Regions from separate parts of the Sus scrofa genome. Here region 1 is linked to region 2. The links are chromatin contacts, called in public promoter capture Hi-C maps. All regions are on one chromosome and are shown on one strand. Each heading gives the region's core, a stretch centred on a gene start, on an enhancer-like site or on the middle of the called end of the contact. The rest is flanking DNA. Distances are from core to core; before and after follow the strand shown. Region 1 holds the start of SNCG (synuclein, gamma (breast cancer-specific protein 1)). Region 2 holds the start of WAPL (wings apart-like protein homolog).

Region 1 (5,779 bases), core at 3,169-5,668, 330 kb before region 2:
TCAGTGGCCACCCTGGGTGTGGGGGTGGGGATAGGTGTCTTCTGAGGGGGATCATTCATGAGGGGACCTCACACTCGGCTCAGGGGACTGCAGGTTGAGGCTCCCCTGGGGACTCTGGGGCCCAGGAGGGACACACGCTTGCCCAGGGACCCCCAGGTAACCCTAGGACCCCAGCTCCTACCTCTCCAGCCACTTCCTCTTCCACTTTGGCTGCCTCGTCCTGTGAGGGGGCAGGTTGATGCAGGTCCTCCTGTGGGAAAGCAAAGGGGATGTGGGACCAGGTGGAGGGCACGGGGCCCCTGGCTTCCCTGTAACAAGGGCCTCGTCCTCATGGCCTCAAAGATGAGCAGAGGCCCTCATCACCTTGCTGTACATGGAGGGCTGGAGGAGAGGGAGGTGGGAAGGCCCGATTGCCCATGGAGCTGACAGAGCCTTGTGTGAGGATTCACAGTGGGGACTCTGTCTGACGATGCCAAGTCTTCTGAGGGGGCACTGAGTACCCTCGAACCTAGCTTCACCACCAAAAGCTGATGCTGAGTCCTGGCCAGTTCCTGGTTGAGCCTCCTCCTGAGGTGGGGTGCGGAGGGCAGTGGCCCCTGAAGCCCTAGGCCTATCTACTCTCAATGTTTCTGAATCACATGATCATATACCCTTGTCCCTAGGGAGACACCCAACAGCCCTTGGAGGAGGAGCATGTTACCACTGCTCACACAGGGACTCTGAGGCCAGGAGTCATGTAGCCAATTCAGGGCCTCAGAGCTCAAAGCAAAGGGGCTTTCAGAGATCAGGTCTGGCTTGCTCCAGGCACACCCCTATCCTCAGTAGCCTGAGTGACTCCCTCTTTCCTCCCCCTTGCCTCTTGCATGCACGCTGGGCTCAGGCTGGTCTGCTTGGGACCAGCAGGGGTTACACAGTCCTCTCCCACTTCCTGCGTCCTTCTATCTGCTTCTACCCTGCCTGAAGGTGGTTGTGTGACAGCTGCAAGGCAGAGCCAGACTGGGTGATCATCTTGGACCCTGGTTTCAGCCGCTACCTCTGGAAGGTCATACCACCTCTGTGTTACCACAGGGCCATCCTGCCCCTTGGTAGACTCAGAGACAGCCAGAGTTGGGGCAGACTCTCCAGGCAAAGGACAGACTCTGCCTAGTCCTGTGGCATAAGGGTGGTGCATGAAGCCAGTGGCATGAGTGGTCAGACAGACTGGCAGTGCTATATCCTTCTACAGTTCACTACAGGGTGAGTCATGGCTGGTTTTGGGGTGTCACCAGGAAATGGCTCCCTTAGGGTAGCTCCAAGGGCTTACCAGCCCTTCCCCAAAGTCAGAGAAGAGTGCCCAGGCCACTGCTCAGAGACCCGCCCAGGTGCAGCCTGGCCCCGTCCCAGGGCATCCTTGGCTGGGGGGTGAGGGAAGGAGGGGCTTGGCATCTCCTAAGGCACATCTGGGTCCTGCCAGGGGCACTGATGGGGATATAGTCACCCCGCTTTGCTGGGTGCCCACCAGCAGTGAGGCCTAGCCGCCTCACTTCCCTGAGTCAGCACACAGCCCCGGGAGATGGATACGCTCAGCTCCACTCCCCTCCCCTCCAGTTTTATAGCTGAGAATGGAGGGCCCTAGAGGCTGAGGAGCTTCCCAAGGTCATACAGCTAGCAAGAGGCAGAGCTGGGAACTAGGACAGGGAGCACCCACCTGCTCCTGGGACCTGTAGACCCCGTCCTTGCCGTGGAAGCAGAGGCCTGGGCGCTGCCCCCAAAGCCAGGGGCAGGGCGATCCCCTGCCCTTCCACCCACCCACTTCTTCCTGCTGGGTGCCTAGGACTCTACCGGCCAGGGGCCTGTGCCAGTAGGGGAGCTTCCTAAAGGACAGCCTCACACAAAGCTGGAGACAGCACGTCTCTGGTTTAGGAACACCCCTGCCCTCAATATGAACTCGCTCCCACCACCATCTCCCCATCTCCCACTCAATCTCCCTTTAAGAGCGCGGGCTAGGGAGCCAGGCTGCCCCGAAAATTTCACGCTCACTTAGACTAGCCATGGGACTTTGCGCACATTGCCGTATCTCTCTGGGCCTCATTTCCACACTCTGTCTCATGGGATGTTGTGCCCATTAAATGAGTTAGTAGGTGTAAAATGCTCCAAGGAGAGTTTCTTTGTGGTGGGTGCTGCAACAGTTCTCCCAGCCTGTCTCTGTCCCGTGGGAGTGCCCCCTGCCCCTGTGCTCTATGCTGCCCAGCGCACGCGCATACGCGCGCGCACTCACACGCACACACGTGCACGCTCGCTCTGAAAGGCGGAGGTGGTAGGCGTGGTCAGAACCCTCAGTGTTTTTCAGTCACCAGGGGGCGCTGCTTCTCCGCTCCTCTTCCTCCTCCTCCTCCGGACCGACACCTAGCCAGGCTCTGGAGGGAGGGAGACCTCGGGACCCTGGGTGGGCCGTGACTCGGCAACTCTGGCCAGGTGTCCACTGCCAGTGGGAGGCTGCTTGTCACCACGTAGGGTCCCCAGGCCCCTGCTTTCAGTAGTAAAATGTGAAACGCAGAGCACCATCACAAAGGCGTGGTTTTGAGCCTTGTTTTTCCAATTGGGCCCTACACTGCCCCGCCTCCACTCCCCACCCTCCGGGCGGGGAGTTGTAAAGATTCCAGCAGCTAATCGACGGGACGACACCAAGCACGGCGCAGGGCCTCTAAGTCTGTTTACCTGTACATCAGTGGCCGTATCAATGCCTCCTCCCCAGTTGGCCTCCTCCTGCCCAGAGGAAAGGATGGGACTGTCTCAGGGCCAGGGCTGGGGACCAGGCTCACCTTGCGCACCACTCCGGAGGTGACCGCGATGTTCTCTGCCTCCTCCACAGTCTTGGTGGCCACAGTGTTGACGCTGGAGACCACAGCCTCGCTCACAGCACTGGCTTGCTCCTTGGTCTTCTCAGCCACTGTGGGAGGAAATCTGGATAGTTCTGCCCCAACCCAACCCACCTGGGCCTGGCCTGCCCAAGTCGGGCCTGAGCAGCCCCTTCCCCGGGCATTTGAAACCCAGACTTGAGTTCCCGCTGTGGCGGCTTCTCTGCATCACCAGGACATAGGTTAGATCCCCAGCCTGGCATAGTGGGTTAAAGGATCCAGTGTTGCCACAGCTGTGACATGGGTCACAAGTGCAGCTTGGATCTGATCTCTGGCCCAGGAACTCCATGTGCCAAGGACGAGCCAGAAAAAAAAAAAAAAAAGAAAAAAACCAACTCTGGCTCTACCAGAGACCCTAGGCTGCCCTCTTTGTGAGTCCAGGGGAGCTCTGGTGATGATGCGGGTGGCCCACCCTGGGTGCTGGAGAAGCTGGGTCTATGTACAGCTGGGGGAGGGTAAGGAGGGCCTTTAGAGCAGAAGTCCTTAGATGTCCCAGCCTCTATGTCCCCTGGTCCTGGGGCTTCTCACCTGAGGTCACACTCTGCACAACACCTTCCTTGGTCTTGGCTCCTGTGGAGGAAATGGAGGCGTCAGCCCAGGCCCCCTCCTCCTGGTGTTGGGAGAGGAGTGGTCAGGGCAAACACACCACAGAACAGCTGGACAAGCTGCAGGGTCGATGGGGGGGGTAAGGATGGTGTCTGGGGGCCAGTCAGCCCTTCAAAGGCCACTTCCTGCTGTGTCTGGAAGAAGGCGATAGAAGGGAAGTGGACAGGACAGGATGAGGGGGACAAGAGAGACCAGGCCTGAGGTAGGGTCTGGACCCCGAGTGGGTGTGGCCTGGGCCTTGGAAGCAGCACACAACAGGGCCAACAGGAGCTGAGTCATCATCTCAGTCTCCTCTTCAGAGGATGCTAAGGGGGTCTGGACAAGACGAAGGGTCAGTCTCATCTCCCCAGACCTGTGGCCTGGCTGCTGAGCACCTGCTTGTTCTGCCTGCAAGCTCTGGACTCAGTGTGGCTTCTTATCTGAGTCTAGGGGCCTGTGAGTGACGCTGGGGCGGGGGCACTGGGGTGCGTTGGTGTGTGCATTTGTGTCTGCACAAACACCTGGGTCTCAGGGCTAAGTGCTTCCCTTACTGTCCTGCCCCAGAGACCCCTGGGGCCCCGAGGAGACCCACACAGACAATGGGATGTGCAGGAGAGTGGGGGTCCTCCAGGGGAGGAGACCCTGACTCAACAGCCAGGTGCCCATCCCTCCCCAAATGCCTCCCTGGGGCCAGGACATAGTCAGGCCCCTGTAACTGGGCAGCCACCAGGCTGCCCCGCCCTGCCAGACCCTGCCACGCCCAAACTCACCCACATACATGACACCCTCCTTGGTCTTCTCAGCTGCCTCCGTCACCCCCTGCTTGGTCTTCTCCACGGCGCCCACCACACCCTCCTTGGCGATGGAGAAGCCCTTCTTGAAGACATCCATGGTGGTGGGCAGGGACCGAGCTGGACTCCCCAGGCGAACTGTGACTGGAGCTGGCTTGAGTGCTGCTGCAGCAGCTGTCCCCGCTGCTGCTGCCTCTTATTGACGCCAATGAAATATTGATGATGCAGCAGCGGCTGATGGGAACCCGGCCAGCCCAGGGGTGGAGGCGGGGAAGGAGGGAGGGAGGGAGTAGGCTTGCCTGCACCTTCTCCCGGGGTCCCCTGGGCCCTGCTGGGCTCCATCCTTCCCTCCTGTCCCCTGCCTGCCCCGGAGGGCACAGCCCCTCACTCATGTGCTGCCCTGTGCACCCACAGGGGTGACCCTGGCCGGGTGCTCCTGGTCCTGGGGCTGTTGTGTCTGTGGGCAGAGAGGGGTCAGAGGGGCAGCAGGCACAGAGAGGGGAGGTGCCTTTGCTACTAGCATCCCAGGTAGGCCAGGGGTCAAGGCCAGGCAGGCTTGTCAGGCCAGACCTCCTGGACCTGCCTGAGCTGCTCAGCTACTCACCAGCACCGTGGATGTCCCCATCCCTGGCTCCAGCAAGTCCAGGTGGAGGGTCTGCGGCACCAAAGGGCTTCTCCAGGTCCTGACCCTGGCTGCAGACTGTGTGACCCTAGGATGGGTCCTTTCTCCCTCTGAGCCTCCACCCACCTGCTAACTCCCACAGCCCAGGGGTGAGAGATGCTGAGTAGGCATGAAGGGCCCCCCACTTCCTGGCCACCAGCATGAATGGGCAGCAGGTTCCCTGGGACGGATCCGACCGCTTCCTGCACCCCCACCTCAATGCTGGTGCGCTTCTCCTGGCTCCCATGGGGACATGCTCGGTGGGGCCACCTCCCCCCCGTGTCTCCCACATCCCCAGGGTCCCTGACCTGAGTCCTCTTGGGCCACAGGAACTGGTGTGTGTTGTGGGCTGCCTCTGTGGGGGCCGGGCGGGGGGTGAGGGGGGCCGGACGAGACTCACCGGGTGGGCCGGCCCAGGCCACTTCCTCTCTTTGTTGTCCCTGTGCTTTTTTTTCCTTCTGAGACTTAACTTGAAGACAACATCACAGCACTGGCAGTTTCTGGAGTCACCCGAAGAGGCTGAACCTGCCCCAAGGCAAGATGATTCTGATAGTGCTGCTCAGCCTTGGGGGGCCCCTGGGGGCCTGGGCCCAGATCCCTGGTATCAAGTTCTCTGATCCCTACAGTTCCAGGCCACCTGGGGTCTGGAAGGCAGAGGCTGAGGACATCAGCAGGGACCCTGCCAGACGGTAAGAAAGGCCTGGACCTGGGGGAGGAAGTGGTACAGGATCTGAGTCTCAGCTTGGCCAAAGCTGGGACTCTCTGGACCTCAGCCATCAAATGTGAAATGGGCTCATACTCTCTATCTGCTGAGCTAGCTGTGCGATGGCATGAGGTGCTAGGTC
Region 2 (6,128 bases), core at 2,770-5,269:
CAGCCGGTCAGGGAGAGATTAGTTGAAAAGTCCTATCAGCCCAGCATGGGTGGAACAGAGAGAAGAGTTGGGGAGTATCGGAGAGATAAAGGCAGGGCCTGGCTTACATCTTATAGGGCATTGTAACATAACCGCTACAACGTTAAGTGTACAACTTGTAATTTTAGTTCACATTCTATGAAGAGGAAAAAACTTCCTCTAGCCAATGTGGTTATTTCTGACCTCTAGTTCTCTGAACTGAATTCTGTAAATTGTAATACACTTCATGCATGTTATCAGAAAAAGATTGCACAGCTCTATTTTGCAACTATAATTTTTTTGGTTTTCAAGGTTTTGTTTATTTCAGCAGTTTGGAGGCATCATCATGTTTGATTGAGAGGCAAGCAAAGGAGAGAAAATTCTTGGACCCATTTTAGATTCTGGGACATTGAGGGTGAAGTGGGCTCCTGGCAGGGTCAAGGCCATAGCTAGTGGAGTGAGATGTGTGAGGCTGTGTCCCATGCAACAGCAGGCCATGCACAGAGAAGTGGGTCCCTGGCTGGATTGGGGAGACACAGCAGACCCTTCCTACCCCACCTGGCTTGCACCTTCTCAGCTGTAGCCTTCCTAGTCCCCTGGAGAGCCTGCCACTCAACAACAGCCAAGTAAGTCTGTGGCTCCCTGTAGTAACTCTAGTTTTCACAGTTCCCATTCCCAGGCTAAAACAAAGGCACAGTGGCAGAATAGGTTCTTTTTAGGTTTCTTTGCGGGATTTTCTTTTTTTAGCTGGAACTCTAGGTAGTGGGGATTTTGTCCTCTTCTAGGTAGTATACAAGAGGGGAGCCTGCAGCATCAAAGGGTACTTGCTTGCCTCAGACTGATTTGAGTTTCTGGCATAAATATGAGACTTAGTAGAAAAAAAAAATCAGACATCTGAGAGCTTGCATATACACAGTCTATCAGAGAAAAAAGCACCTATAGGCTACCTGGTGGGTGTGTGAACAGATTCAAATGAAGTGAACCAATCTGACGGGGTGGGGATGGAGAATGGGCAGGTGGTGGAATATAAGCTGAAGGAACTAACAAAACAAAACCAATAAAGTAAAAATAAAACAGCTTGCTGATGTTATCCACACTGAAATCTAGTTTGTTCACTGTGGTGTAGGAACTCAGGGCCATGGCAAGGTAATGGGATAGGATGGGATGCCTTCAGAGCATCTGTATGCCTTAGTGGAACCAGGGAGGTACAGAGTAAAGGTGGTGGTACAGCCTGCATGTCCAGAACATGAACTTCCTCCAGGAGGGGCCCTGGATTGGGCAGGCTTTTCACCTGTCCTTAGTGTAGGACACATGAGGGTGGAGAGCCCTAGCACAGTTCTCTCCTGTATTCATATACTAAGCTTCCACAGCCCAAACACACACACATAAAATTTTTATTTTTCAATCATGTACCAGATTCAAGAAAGTGTTTTAGTTCATGCTGTGGGGGCGGCCAAAAAAAAAAGTCTATAAAGGTAGTTCCCGTCATGGCTCAGTGGAAATGAATCTGACTAGCATTCATGAGGATACAGTTTTGATCCCTGGCCTCGCCAGTGGATTAAGGATCCTGCCTTGCTGTGGCTGTGGCATAGGCTGGCAGCTGTAGCTCTGATTCAACCCCTAGCCTGGGAATTTCCATATGCTGCACATGCAGCCCTAAAAAGCAGAACAAAACAACCCCCCCAAAACAAACAAATAAATAAATATAAAATAGTACTTTAATGTGTGGACCAATCACCTGGGGGAAATCCTGTTAAAAGTGCAGATTCTGGAGTTCCCATTGTGGCTCAGTGGGTTAATGACCCTAAGTTGAGGATGTGGGTTTGATTCCTGGCCTCCCTCAGTTGGTTAAGGATCTAGCGTTGCCACAAGCCAAGGAGTAGGTCGCAGATGTGGCTTGGATTTGGTATTGCTGTGGCTGTGGTATAGGACCAAGCCACAGCTCCGATGAGACCATTAGTCTGGGGACTTCCATGTGCGGCCATAAAAAGAAGAAAAAAAAAAGTGCAAATTCTGTTTTATGGGATTTGAGTTGTGGTCACGGATTCTTGCATTTCTCAACAAGCTTCCAGGTTCTGACTATGCTGCTGGCTGGGTGGTCACTCTTTTGAGTACTGAGATTTTACATTAAGTGCCATTACTTAACACAACAAGTAATACAAAAAGCCCCCAAAAGGAGTTCCAGGGACTAGCTATTTCTTTAAAAATTCAACTTTTCCACTTTAGCTTTATGCAGAGTCACTGACCCAACTAAGTGCCCAGCACCAGCCAGGCTAGGGCATAACGAGCTGTGTGAGGGCATCATTTGGTCCTGGAAGGTTCACAGCACTCTTTTACGGAAAGATCCTGCAATTGTCTCCCCACCACTTTCAGCTTTTTGATCTTAGCCTCTGCCTCTGATGATAATTACCCCTTAATTAGCACCCGCCACCATGTCATCTAAATAATTATAGTAAGTGCAGCTTGCACCTCTGCCGGCAGTCTTCAAACAAACCGATAAAACAAGATCCTATGCCAATTTTTAAAAAAGACAAAACTGACCCAAATAAAAATATGCCATGGAATACACAGACCTGTTAAAACTTCCACTGAAATAAGCTACTGAAGAGGTGCTTTTGAAACAATCAGCTATTGATATATTTGGGAAATTGTAAATGTCAGCATACAGATTTTGCAAGCCGCTGTACTTGCAAACATGCTAAAATCCACCTTAAGTTTCTGCTGCGAAGGGCTACAGAATGTCCAAACTATTTTTTTTTCTTTTTTTGGAGTTTCCAGAAAACATTGGAAGACTCTGGTAACTTCTGCGTGCATGCAAAGCATATTATCCTTTTGTGGAAGTTGGGCGGGTCTTTTCGCAGAAAGCAATTAGCAGTTCTCTAATTTCCCAAGTGGATCTCTACTCGTGGCCCACCGAACAGCAGGGCCATCACAGCCCCAAGAATCGTGCACCCCTCCTAGGAGGAACCTATTACGCTACTCATTCGACTGTTGTTTTCCCACCGCAGCCCGAGAGAGAGAGAGAGAGAGAGAGAGAGAGAGAGAGAGAGAGAGAGAGAGAGAGAGAGGAAGGAGAGAGAACCAAACCTAAAATTTACCAATTTTCCGAATAGGTAATACAGTGAAACACAAAAAACCTCCAGTTCGAACAGCACAAAATGGTGTATAGCGAAAAATAAATACTCTTCTCTCTCATCATCTCTAACCTTGCTGTCCTTCCCAGAGATAATCACTCGTTCATTAATTTTTTTTATTTTGGAAAATTTCAGACATACAGCTCTGTAGAGACACCGGAGTGAGTCGTGTATAACACAGCATTGGCAATGAAAAACACCCCACCGGGCTTGTTTTATTCTCTCTTCCTCAGTTTTTGTAGGAGTTATTTTAAAATAAATCCCAGACACCAGATCATTTTATGTCAAAACTTTAGTATTCCGTTTTTTCCCCTCTCCTTAACCTAACCACACTACCGTCATCACGCCCTACAAGGAGTCCCTTTTAACGGGTTCCGGACGGATCAAGGGAGAAAGAACTACGAAAGGCGAAGGGGACATAGAGGACGCATTTAAGAGCCGTGCCGACATCGCTCCCGGCCGCGCCATTGGGCGCCCAGCGCCTCAGGCCTCCCGGTTCCCGCCGTCATTACCTGCGCCGGGCCAGCACCGGCCAGACCGGTCAAAGACCGCTGGGAACCGCGAGCTCCCGCCTCCTGGCTCCCAGGCGGCGGCCCCAGTAGGCCCGGCGCAGCTGCACAACCCACCGTCCCCAGACACCGGCGAGTCCCTGGAGGGGAAACGATTGACACAGCTGCCTGCACTGCGCAGTCGGCCCTCCCCCGCGGCATCTGCGTCTCCCAGCGGGGATGGGAGCTCAAACTGGCTACCGAGCCGGGGCAGCCGAGGTCCGCCACAGCCGCTCCTTCGGCAGCCCGCTCTTGCGCCGGGCTCTCAGCCCCGCGACCTCGCGGACCTGGACTACAACTCCCGTCGGGCCCCGCGGCCGGGCCAATGGCGGGCGCCGGAGCATGCGGGGCGCGGCGCCTGCGCGGCGGTTTGAGTAAGCCGCCGCGCAATTGGCTGCGGGGTCGGGCGGCCGCGCGGGGCCTGTGGGAAGCGGAGTGACGGAGCGAGCGGCTGTTGGAGGAAGGAGGTGGGGGCCGGGAGCGCAAATGGCGTTGAGATGGTTCAGGGCCCTGTTCAAACTCCAGCGCTGACCATTCACCGACGGAAGCGGCGGCGCAGGAGGCGGCGGCGGCCCATCGGGGGCACGTAGCGGGCTCTGGTACCAGCTCCGGCGGTGGCCAGGGAGGCCTAGTCCGGGCCCGGCCGGCGGCGCTCGAGGCGGGGAGGGAAGTTGCGGTGCCGCCGCTCCTCCCCCCCTCCACCGGTTTCCTATTTACCGAGAGCGGAGTCGCGGGTTCTGACGGTGGCGGAGCTCCTTGCTTCTCTTCACGCACCAGCCAGCCCCGTTCTCCCGCGCGGGGCTCCGCCGCCCGCCCGTGGGCCGTTGGGAGCCGGAGAGGCGGAGGCGGCCCGAGGCTAAAGCACCCGCCAGGCGCCGAGGGTAAGTAAGGTCTCGGGCGGCTGCCTAGGCCCAGAGCTTGTCGAGGGTGGGGGAGGCAGGGGTGTTGGAGGGGGTGATGGAAGTCTCTCTGTCACCCACCCGGCCTCTGAGGAAGTTGGGCAGCGGAACGATCTGAAGAACTCTTTTTTCCTTTATTCTGAGTTCTTTTTGGGCGATGGCTGATTTACTTCCCTCCCCAGGCGCGGTCAAGTGTGTTGGTTACGGGCCTGAATCTTTTGCCGTCTCTTCCTCCGCCCCTGGCCGCCACTGAGGCCTTCAGCTGCCCTGGGGATTCGGTGGCAGAGGCTTCCGGGGCGTCAGAAGCAACGTCCCTTTCCTGGGAGGTGGGGGTGGGGAGGAGAAAAGTTGCGTGAGCCTCCGGCGGGAGCGGGGGGGCGCCTCTCCCCGCCACCTTCTATTGCTCCGCCGCCCCCAGGTGAGGGTTTCTGGTTCGTGAGGTTTGGCTTTTCCTTCTTTCATTCCTTCTTGGAAGCCTCTAAATCCTTGGAGATCTGAAAGACGCTGGATTTCAATGGGGGTTAAGTGTGAGGACTTTTTATTCGCAGCGCACTTCCCTGAAAATTCGACCTGGCTTTGGGCTGAGTGAGGTAAAGGCCCAAAGACTGCGAAGACCTAATTGTGAATCATTTTTTCCTTTTTGGTTAGGGTAGTCTTTGGAGTTTGAAGCTTCAGCAAGATAGCCTGTGTTCTTGAAATATACTTAAAATGTAATGTCACCTATGTCTACCTACTTATTTTGAATTTGTACGTACTTTATACACTAGGCTTAGATAATGCAATCACAATAGTTTGTCTAGTGACTTTTAAAAGAAAGATAGAAAATTGGAAAGACAGTCAAAAGTAGGGAGTGTTAGGTAGTGAACTCCCATATAGTCATCTTTCAGAATCAAGTTATTAACTCTCAACTCATCTGTGCACTTTCCATTCCACACCTCTTAAAGTTAGAGAATCACTGACATTATTGCATCAGTATTTCAGTATATACTTGTCAAAGACATGGGTTATTTTAAAAAAACGTAAGCATGATTTTCTTACTGCTTAAAATAATTAATTTCTTAATCAAATATTCGTTGCAGACTTTCAACTTGCAACAGTGAATGCTTTGTGGTTCTAGGACCATTTTTACCATGAGTTTTTCTGGTGTGGGCCTAAAATAGCCCAAGTCTAGATTTTTGGTTTGGCCTTTAGTCAGCATTTTTAGGTGATTACCATGTTAGTGTATCCAAAACATTTCAACTTTGTTGGTGTATATGTAAATATAGGTCTGTAGATCAGGGCTTTACCTTCATGGAGGAATGAAAAGAAATGATTTATTTTGTCTTCTGGTAGCTGCCAAATATTCTTAGTTTTTTAGGATGTACTTAACAAGAAAGACAAAAATCTTTAGTTTAAATGTACAGTAGGAAGGGAAATAGATCTCCCTCAGGAAAAAGTTTTGTGACATATTGAAAGGTCTTCGAACAAATTACAAACCATTTTCTTTTAAAGAAGATGTGAGTGATGACTAAATTGTTATTTTATCCTAT

The links. Promoter capture Hi-C pulls out the DNA fragments that hold promoters and counts their contacts.
Region 1: a promoter capture Hi-C map of fetal liver shows a contact between it and region 2, with 2.6 times the contacts expected there. The contact joins the promoter of SNCG here to the promoter of WAPL in region 2. A contact is called at or near these places in 1 of 5 promoter capture datasets (fetal liver) and 1 of 47 Hi-C or Micro-C datasets (fetal liver).

What each region holds. Positions count from the first base shown.
Region 1 is chr14:87,915,990-87,921,768 of Sscrofa11.1, reverse strand. SNCG (synuclein, gamma (breast cancer-specific protein 1)) reads right to left here and starts at 4,418. Exons shown (of 5, transcript NM_001103211.1): 1 at 4,253-4,418; 2 at 3,426-3,467; 3 at 2,802-2,929; 4 at 182-250. The coding sequence starts at 4,373. It overlaps MMRN2 (multimerin-2), which reads left to right and starts at 5,442. Exons shown (of 9, transcript XM_005671182.3): 1 at 5,442-5,623. The coding sequence starts at 5,475.
Region 2 is chr14:87,586,569-87,592,696 of Sscrofa11.1, reverse strand. WAPL (wings apart-like protein homolog) reads left to right here and starts at 4,019. Exons shown (of 19, transcript XM_013990453.2): 1 at 4,019-4,581.